Regions from separate parts of the Hordeum vulgare genome. Here region 2 is linked to region 1. A link is a contact called in public Hi-C data. All regions are on one chromosome and are shown on one strand. Each heading gives the region's core, a stretch centred on a gene start, on an enhancer-like site or on the middle of the called end of the contact. The rest is flanking DNA. Distances are from core to core; before and after follow the strand shown.

The links. Hi-C and Micro-C count contacts between places; a contact is called where the count stands out from the background.
Region 2: a Hi-C map of seedling shows a contact between it and region 1, with 2.5 times the contacts expected there. The contact joins two enhancer-like sites. A contact is called at or near these places in 2 of 6 Hi-C or Micro-C datasets (leaf and seedling).

The regions. Positions count from the first base shown.
Region 1 is chr3H:486,176,804-486,181,170 of MorexV3_pseudomolecules_assembly, forward strand. No RefSeq gene overlaps it. Among protein-coding and RNA genes, the nearest start is that of LOC123444408, 170 kb to the left of the region's middle. Within about 2 kb of position 2,343, at least 3 of the 3 cell types and tissues checked have open chromatin away from gene starts, as enhancers often do. A contact at or near this core is called in leaf and seedling, where this site is marked.
Region 2 is chr3H:486,422,542-486,426,908 of MorexV3_pseudomolecules_assembly, forward strand. No RefSeq gene overlaps it. Among protein-coding and RNA genes, the nearest start is that of LOC123440253, 5.9 kb to the left of the region's middle. Within about 2 kb of position 1,975, at least 3 of the 3 cell types and tissues checked have open chromatin away from gene starts, as enhancers often do. A contact at or near this core is called in leaf and seedling, where this site is marked.

The DNA.
Region 1 (4,367 bases), core at 1,093-3,592:
CATCTGATACAAATTGTTTGAATTCAACAATTATAAATAAAAGTATAGTTCAACCAAACGGACAATGCCAAAATGAAATCAATGTCCGACCGACAAGTGTTGTGGGATCACTCGCTGGACGAGTTCGTCCATGCATCTTGCTCCACACGGGCGGTGGGGTTGCCCGTGCTCACCCGTTCCCGAACAAGCTGCGGGGACTCAAACTCTTGGACCGACAACTGTTGCATAGCCGGAAAGCTCTCCGGAAGGGTCCAGTTGGTTGTCTCATCCTCCTCCTCCTTGGTCTCGACGGTGCCGGACGACACAATCCGCGTCGGCGCTTACATGGATGGGGTATGGGGTGCCCGGCACGGCGGGGGAAACATCTCATCGACGACGCCCGCATGTAGCTGTGCAGCCAACTTCCTCTGTTGCTGCCGGCGACCGTGCAACTTACAGGAGATGTTCTCCGGCTTGCAAGGCGAAGCGGAGGAAGGCCCGTCGACGGACGAGGCGGACCGCGTCTCCGTCGCGGCGGTCGGGGACGGGGTGAAAGACATCACGGCGGCGGATCGGGACATGTGGTGAGGATGGAGAGCAAGGGTGCCGAACGACGAGGAGTGAGGCGTAGGAAATGTTGGCGGTGGGTGGAAGGAGGAGGAAGGGTTTGAGGGATTTGGTGCAATTTAAGATAGGATCGGGTTGTCGGGACCGACGTGGCGAGCGCGCCCGGGCTCCCTTATATCCACCCTAAATCTGGGGTGAGAATGAGGTGTCGGTCAGCTCGGGCGTTCGATACCGATTTAAAAGGTCTATTTGAATTAATTGTTTATGACCCATTGATCGGACGACTTGACCCCGGATGTTTGACGAAGGTTTCCAGCTCTACGTGCTCTAACCGCCCGACGGTCAAGCTTTTGCTTCGTTTCCTTTTACCTCTCCTCCCCCACCGCATGAAATGCTACGCATACGACGAACCCTCATGCACGTTCTGCCGTCTGTGTTGACAAAAGAAGCAGAATAATTAACCGACAGCCCCAGCTAAACCTCTGTACCGCAATTAAATGCGGAGCCGTGCACGTAGCAGTGCCAGTGCGCGCTCTCTCTTTCTCATGGGTGGGATCCCCGTCGCCGGAGCACGTGGATTAGTTCCGGCCCGGCTCTGGCCCTCGTGCCCACTACTGCAACTAACTTTAACCTCTCGTGGTTTCCGTGCGGCTGTGCGGTGGTTAGTGACCGATCAACCTCACGTTACCAAAGATCAGAGGCTAGGCTAGGGTCCATCGTCCATCGGTCCATGCAGCAGCAGCAGCTACCTTGGTCACCTTTGTGGCAAGTTGCAAGCGACGCCTTTTAGGCTCATGCTGTCATGCATGCGTTCACTGTCACCGCTACTCGCCTCCTTTCGGTTTGCTCGATCGCTTTGCGTTCGTGCGCGGCATCGCGCTGATCCGCCACACGACACGAAATAACAGGCACGGTATCATTTTCCTGTTAGCACCAGCTCCTCTTCTGTTGCTCGTCTAATCGAGAGCGTCGTGTGTTGTTATTTACTACTGTGGTTAGCTGAAAAGAAGCTAGTGGAGCTGGAAGAAAGGGTCGATTTTTGCTGCTTTGAGTTGATTGCAAGGATACGTCTACGTGCTGTCCATTCCCGGTTCTGACCGGGCCACGTCCCACGGGACCAGCCTAGCGTGATTTGATTTTGCATCTGCCGGCAAATAGCTAGCTGCCTAGTAGTACACTGCGTTGCCTCAAACACTCAAACGCAACCACTCCTCCACGTTCCGGCCTATCCATTTTCAACTTCCGACCCTTACGTAGACGTGTACCAGATGTGCATTGACGGATGACAAGCTGCGAACTTGAGATACAGTAGTCATATATTCCCGCGCAAGAATTTATACTCGATTTACTCTCGTGGGAGGGAACGGGGACACGTGGTTACTGTGAGCGCCTCAAGAAGTCAAGATACTGATGTTGCGGATATATACGTGATGGGTTTGGAGGAAAGCTATTCCATCGGGACACTGATCTGCATGCAACCAAAAATGCTCTGCTCGCGTGTCGCCAATCCTGATAGGATGATAGCCAATGGCACTAGAAAGAAAGAGGGGTGTTTCGAAATCGCGGAGCAGCCACAAAACAAGCCGCTTTCGCCTCTTTTTGGCGAAAGATACTTTGGTGTTTCCCACCGGCACCTACTCCATCCGTTCCATACTAGCACATCCATGAGCAAGTGGGCGGGCGTCGCAAGAACCACGAAGATTCCAAGAAAATCCATCTATCTCGCGGAGGGGGGAAGAAGAGGCTAAAGCTAGACGCCACGGGCCACGAGCCAAAAGGGCAAAATCACGTGCGATACGGGCGCAGATTGGACCTTGGCGTCGTGCTCCGATCCTGACCGGCACGCGGTGGGTGCTGGCTCCCGATACGACGCGACGGGCTGGATCGCTGCGCTGCGGGCTAATGATATGATGCGGTGAATGTGGCGCTTGGCAAGCGCGGGAGGCCGCCGTGCGGTGGTGGTGGTGGTGGCGCCCGCGGGCGGCCGACAGCGTCGCCGTCGGCGGAAAGCGGGGCGCGCGCGGGTGGAGGAGCGCAGAGGCCGCCGGCGCTGCTGGGGATTGAGTGATTGACGACCCTTCGGCCGGGCTCGCGATAAGACAGCGACGCGCGCATCTTCCGGCCGCCCGGCCGGCCGGCGCGGCGCCTACGTTATCGGCTGCGGATAAAACTGATCCCGTGCCGCCCGCAGGACCAACGGGTCTCCCTCGCTCTTTCGCGTCCGGATAGCTAGCTACGGTCATCTTCAATTAATCATGTTACGTTCCACCTATGATCTACTTACTCCAAAAGATCAGAGGATTATGTTAGGTCTCTTCCTATTTATTGTAAAGAAGCAGGGAGGATTACACGGTAGTGGGACGACGATCGTGATGAGGTTAATTACCGGCAAAGTCAAACATGCTTGCGTATGCATGCCAATTATTCTTGTAAGATCAGCCACATTTACCGGTGTGCAATGGAGATACGGAGCGGGAGATCGACGTGACGGCATGGTTTCATGCACGGCTGATGTCTGCACCGTGCATATATAAAATGTATATGCATATAATGCCAGCAGATGTTGACGCGTTTCATGGCTCCATGCACACCCTGGAAAGATCGAAGATGCTGGTATTTTTAAAGCGAATCTCCGGTCAAGGGCGTCGGTAAGACCGGATTATATTCGGTGGTGACGCTGCATTGCCGGGAGGGCAGTACGTGCTTCGTTTTCATATCGTGCCTTGTCGGGTTGGCTTAGAAGCCGGTATCCGGACACAATATTGTTTCTTGTCTGCTGTTTTCGTTTTTTAAGGGGTTCCGTACGTGGATCTCCAAACATGCAAACAGAGAGAACTATTGAAAAATAAGATATGTGATCAATTATATGAAAGGGATGCCTCTTAAAAGATGTGTGTTGGTGAAAAGGTGTCATCAGAACACACCATTTCATCTTGTATATAAGTGGATCTTTCACATTGCAATAGAAAAAAACTCTTTGTTTATTTCTTTGATTTCATTCTACAATACGTTATCAACTTCATAGCATTTGTCATTAGTTATGACTATAGTGTCACATACTACATCCCGAAAGAATCCAATGCATCAGTGGCAACTATGCTACATGTTATGCTATGAATGAAGAGAATTATGCAAAATACTTGCATATTTTGACAATTACTTCTATATGAGTACACAACTTATGAGCTGTGATCATAGCAACTAATTAAATTTTGTGCAGAACTAAGAGGTTTATACCACTTCGTGGTAATTACCTTCATGTGTTTTAAATAACATATGGTTGTGAAGGCGTATGATTGATTGAAATGTTCATAAGAGTGAGGCACCACTAGGTGGTTGATTACCTCTATGTGTTTATGTGAATTAAATATTTATTCTTGATGAGGTGACTATCTTTAATTTGAAAAACTACATCATGTTGTGATGATTATCTTCTTGTGAAGGCTTGCTCATGAGTCACTAAGAATCGCCATGATTATGATTATGCTTAGCCATAGCATTTTCATTGTACTCCCTCCGTTCCTAAATATAAGGTGTATTATTTTTTTAAACTCAATCATTGTCTACGTTTGACCAATGTTGTAGCAAAATATATAAATATTTACAATACCTAATCTCTACTATTAAAGCAGGATGTGCCGTCGTCGTGATGGTTCGACCCCCCTCCCCGCCTCCCGATCGATACCTCCCCACACTATTGAAACTATCGTTCCCTTACTTCTCGCAGTAAAAATATCTGGCAAACAAACCCACCGCTGCCCACGTTTTCTGCTAAAAAACGGGAGAAAGAAAACACCCCTACGAACAGACACCCCACGTCC
Region 2 (4,367 bases), core at 725-3,224, 250 kb after region 1:
TTTTAAACCATTTGTCAGAATGAGGCGTATAATATACCCTTGGATTCCTGCAAAAAATCCGGGACTCCGTCATGTTGAACATTTGTCGTGATTTTTCGCGGCTTGAGAGGAGTTTCGAAAATGGTGGGCACATGATGGGCTGCAATGAGCGTATTTTCGGGATTTTTTCTAAACCGCTTATCGGAATGAAGCAAACGATATAGTGTTGGAAAGATATCGTTGAAACACATTTTTCATGTAGATTACTCTCTTTAATTCCCTACGGTTTGAGATTAATTTCAAATTTACAAAAAAAAAAACAGGATTCTGTTTTTCTTTTTTCTTTTTTTTTTTGTACGTTTTTTTCTTTAGTTTTTAAACGTTCATCGGAACGAGGCGTATGATACGGCGTTGAAAATCTGTGGAATAGGCGCACCTTTCATACGTTGGTCATTTGTTGAGATTCTTTATGGTTTAAAATGAATTTCGAAAACGGAGTCGCTGTCTACGAGTTGCAGCAAACATTTTTTTTGTAATTTTTTACAAACCGCTTGTCGAAACGATACAAATGATACGGCGTTGAAAATAAATCGACGCGGCGCATCTTTTTCATGTACACCACCCTCTCTAATCCCTTACGGTTTAAGAGCAGTTTTAAAATTACCGAAATACGGACACTCTGTTTTTTCGCGACACCCAAATCAACGTGTGAACCGCATCGAATAGAAGAGCACACTGGTTTTTGACGGAAAACCGCACTGCATCGGACGAGCAAGTGGACTACATGGTTTTCTTTCGTTGGACATTATTTTTCAAGACGGGTGACAAGAGTACACCTCACATTGGAGGTAAGTGAAACGCAATACTATCGAGAAGTGAACCGCCACACTAACGAAAATGAACCTTATAATTTTTGTTGTGTTTTACATACTCACTATTGTTTGCGCGCGTAGACCGGATGAGTGGACCGCATGGGACTAAATAAGTGAGCTTCTTTTTGAGATGTTTTTGTGTTTTATTTTACCGAGCCAACCAAATGAAGTTTACTACAAAGTGTTTCAAATTTGTTTTTTAAGATCAAGGTGCACTGCATTTTCATATTTAGAGTTTAGTTTTCTTGTACTAAACAATATTGTGAACCAAATAATGCATGCAAACACAAACATAATTGCACTGTGTCAAAAACAATGCATCCAAACAGATGGCCCGACCGAACTAGATGTCCACAGTCTCTCAAACTGTTGGCTGTGTTCATCACACAACAAAACTGCACACCACACAATGTACGCAACCCAGGGTACGACATGGCGGTATTTTGTTTCTTTTTCCCTCTAATGAAAAAACATTAAACGTAACCTTAAAAAACAGCGCTGGTGAGCTACACTAGACTGAACTTTTTGAGAAAAATGTCCATTCGCAAAGTGTGTGGCCGTCCCAGCACTAAACGCCGCCCACTGCCGGCGCGACACCGCTTTCATCGTTGGCCACCTGTCGGACCGCCAAGAACCCAACCATGAGCTGCACACCGACAACCACATAATTGCACACAAATAGACGAAGGAGGAAGCATTAGATGAGGAGCCGCACATCTTGGATCTGCTACCTGACAGGGCCAGACGGGGGAACTCCAGGCTCCCGAGGATCACAAAACCTCCACGCGCACTGCAACACCGGCGCAATCGAACTGCAACGAGAGGCGGGGCGAGCTGTACCTGCGTAGGCCGCTGGAGAGAGGGATCCTCCTGCACTGCTCGTCGAAGATAACATGGTTAGAGGTTGGTGAGGGCGAGGTAGGGGCCAGAACGCCCGGATCTGAAGCCGGAGTGACGTACATGAGTACCTCCGCCTCTGGTCGTCGACAGAAGTGAATGGGGAGGTGCTACTCCTGCAAACGTGCCCTCCATGGATAGGGAGGAGGCGGGGCGGGTCCGTCCATGGCAGTGCGGGTCCAGGCCTCCAAGGGGGGGTTGGTGTTGTAGTGGATCCCATCGAATCTGGCATCGAGGTAGGTCGCGGTGGTGGCCACCTGGGTGAGGAAGGGTGGCGGTGCTGGGAGGCCACGACTCAAGTGGGAACGATGGTCGGGGACGGTTGGACGGTAGAGGCAGGGGCAAGACCGGAGACTTCGGGGAAGATGGAGTAACTACTGTTATTGACCCGTAGGTCACGTGACGAACTACTCACACATCATCACGGAGGCAACAAGTTTGACGAAGTTGGCCTCTGGATTCTTCCTCCCACAAAACGCCGGAGAAGGCCTCCTGATGGGACAGCGGAAGATGAGATGCTTGTGGTGGTGATAAAAATGTTTTGGGTCTCTCGCTCTGGTGGTTTATAGAATTTAGAGAATATATATAGGTGAAATTCAATCAATGGGATCCACGAGGGGGCCACAAGCTCACCCGATGCTCCCCATGGGGCACGCCACATGAGCTTGTGGCTCCCTCGAATGTCTTCTAGTGCCACCTGAAACTTCTAGGGTCTCTTCTAACCTAAAAAAATCATCGTAAAATTTTATTGTGTTTGGACTTTGTTTGGTTTGGTTTTTCCACGGAACATTAAAATAGTCAAAAAAAACAGAAACTGAAACTAGACACTAAGTTAATAGGTTAGTCCACAAAAAACAACATAAAATAGCATATAAAGCATATAAGATTAATAGCATGCAACAATAAAAATATATAGATACGTTTGAGATGTATCAATAGCGAGGTAACTACTACTCCTTCTCGTTCTAGTGGCGGATGTATAGTTTTATGGGGGAGGTGTCAACCTTACCGCACACAATGTAAATGACACGAGGGTCATGATATTGATGGTGATATTGATTGGGTGGTGTTATTCGAGTGCATAAGCTCGAGTTTGACGAGTGAAGGCTCTAGTTTTGACTATCATTAGTTGAACCCCACAATGGTGTTGTTCACATGGTGTTCTTTTCTTTTGGCTGCTTTCAGCGGTTGGGTCCGGTAACAATGACGCCCGTGTGTCGTTTTTTTTCTGGAGGCATCGTTGTTGGAGCACCTAGATCGTGTTAGTGCAAAGACTAGGTCTAACTGATATTGTCTCAATATTAAATATATATTTTATCCTGAAAACGTACATACTTCATAGATTATCTTAGAATTTTAACACCTATAGTACATATAGGATTAGATAACTATTGCCTATTTAAAGAATATGCTTTTGTAGGTGGTTGCCATAGTAAACATAGGATCCCACTAGATCTGGCCGTGTTTCACACTCCTAGAGGATCTGCATGGTTTGGCAAGCTTATGTGTGCCTTCACTTTGTTTCCAGCGGAGAAGTTCAAGTGAGTTGGCTTTGTGTTAACCACTTACAAGATTTATGACTCCCATCTCACAGAGTTTGTTTGAAATCTGATCTTTTGGTAAAAAAAAAGTGAGTTTTCTACTGCATACGAGAATTCATAAACTTCAGCGCCGAACAAGAACGACAACAACCTCGAAAATCCATATGGGCATGCAGGTGCAGGGGCACACACTAAGGCTGGCCCCAATGCAGGTAACTTCGGTGATAACTTCATGTCCAGCTCAGCAAAATTTTCTACGTGGCAGTGAGTTAATGAGGAGAGAAGGAATTGGAGTAACCACCGTGGTTACCGTAACTTCGCGCTTTGTACGAGACTTTTTTAATGCTAGAGGTTGTTTCTTTATAAAATGCTACTATAGATCCCACAAAGCAATAAATGAACCCTCTAAGTTACCACCCGTAAGTTACCACCCACTATGAAGGTAGTAACATAGAGTAGTAACATGCTTATGTGTCATGTATGTTACTACTCAATGTTACTCCCCATTGTGACCAGCCTAACCGGCCCTTCTCTGTCGCGCGATTGCTTCACAGTCCGTATAGTCATTGGACTTCGCACGAGGAAGGTACACCACGTTTTAAGTTTTAGTTTCTGAATATACTGATTTTGTCGTTCGTTGTTATCAAATTTCATCACTTCAAACCAACAAAAAAAAATAACGCCCTACAAAAGATAGCCAAGTCCTTCTTCAAATGCTACACAAGCTACAACGTGTTAATAGTGTGATGTATTTCAAAATAGCGTTTACAAAAAATGATAAATAGCCCTAAAAATATGGGAAAGTATTCTTTTCATCCGGCTGATCGAACACTGGACGTCCGTCGCCTTCATCACGCGACGCGTGTCCCTCGCACCGCTACAACCTTCTTATCTTCTTCTCAATCAGCTCCTTTCCCCAGCTCCTGCAGCATGCCATAGCCACCACCACCTCAAGCTCCCGCAACACCACTGCTCATATGAGCCAACAGGTCGCCGCCATAGGCCCACGCGCTTCCGTGCTCGCCACAGGCAGGGCCTCCCCTCCGCCGCCGAGGAAGGGGAGGCCATGGATTTCCTG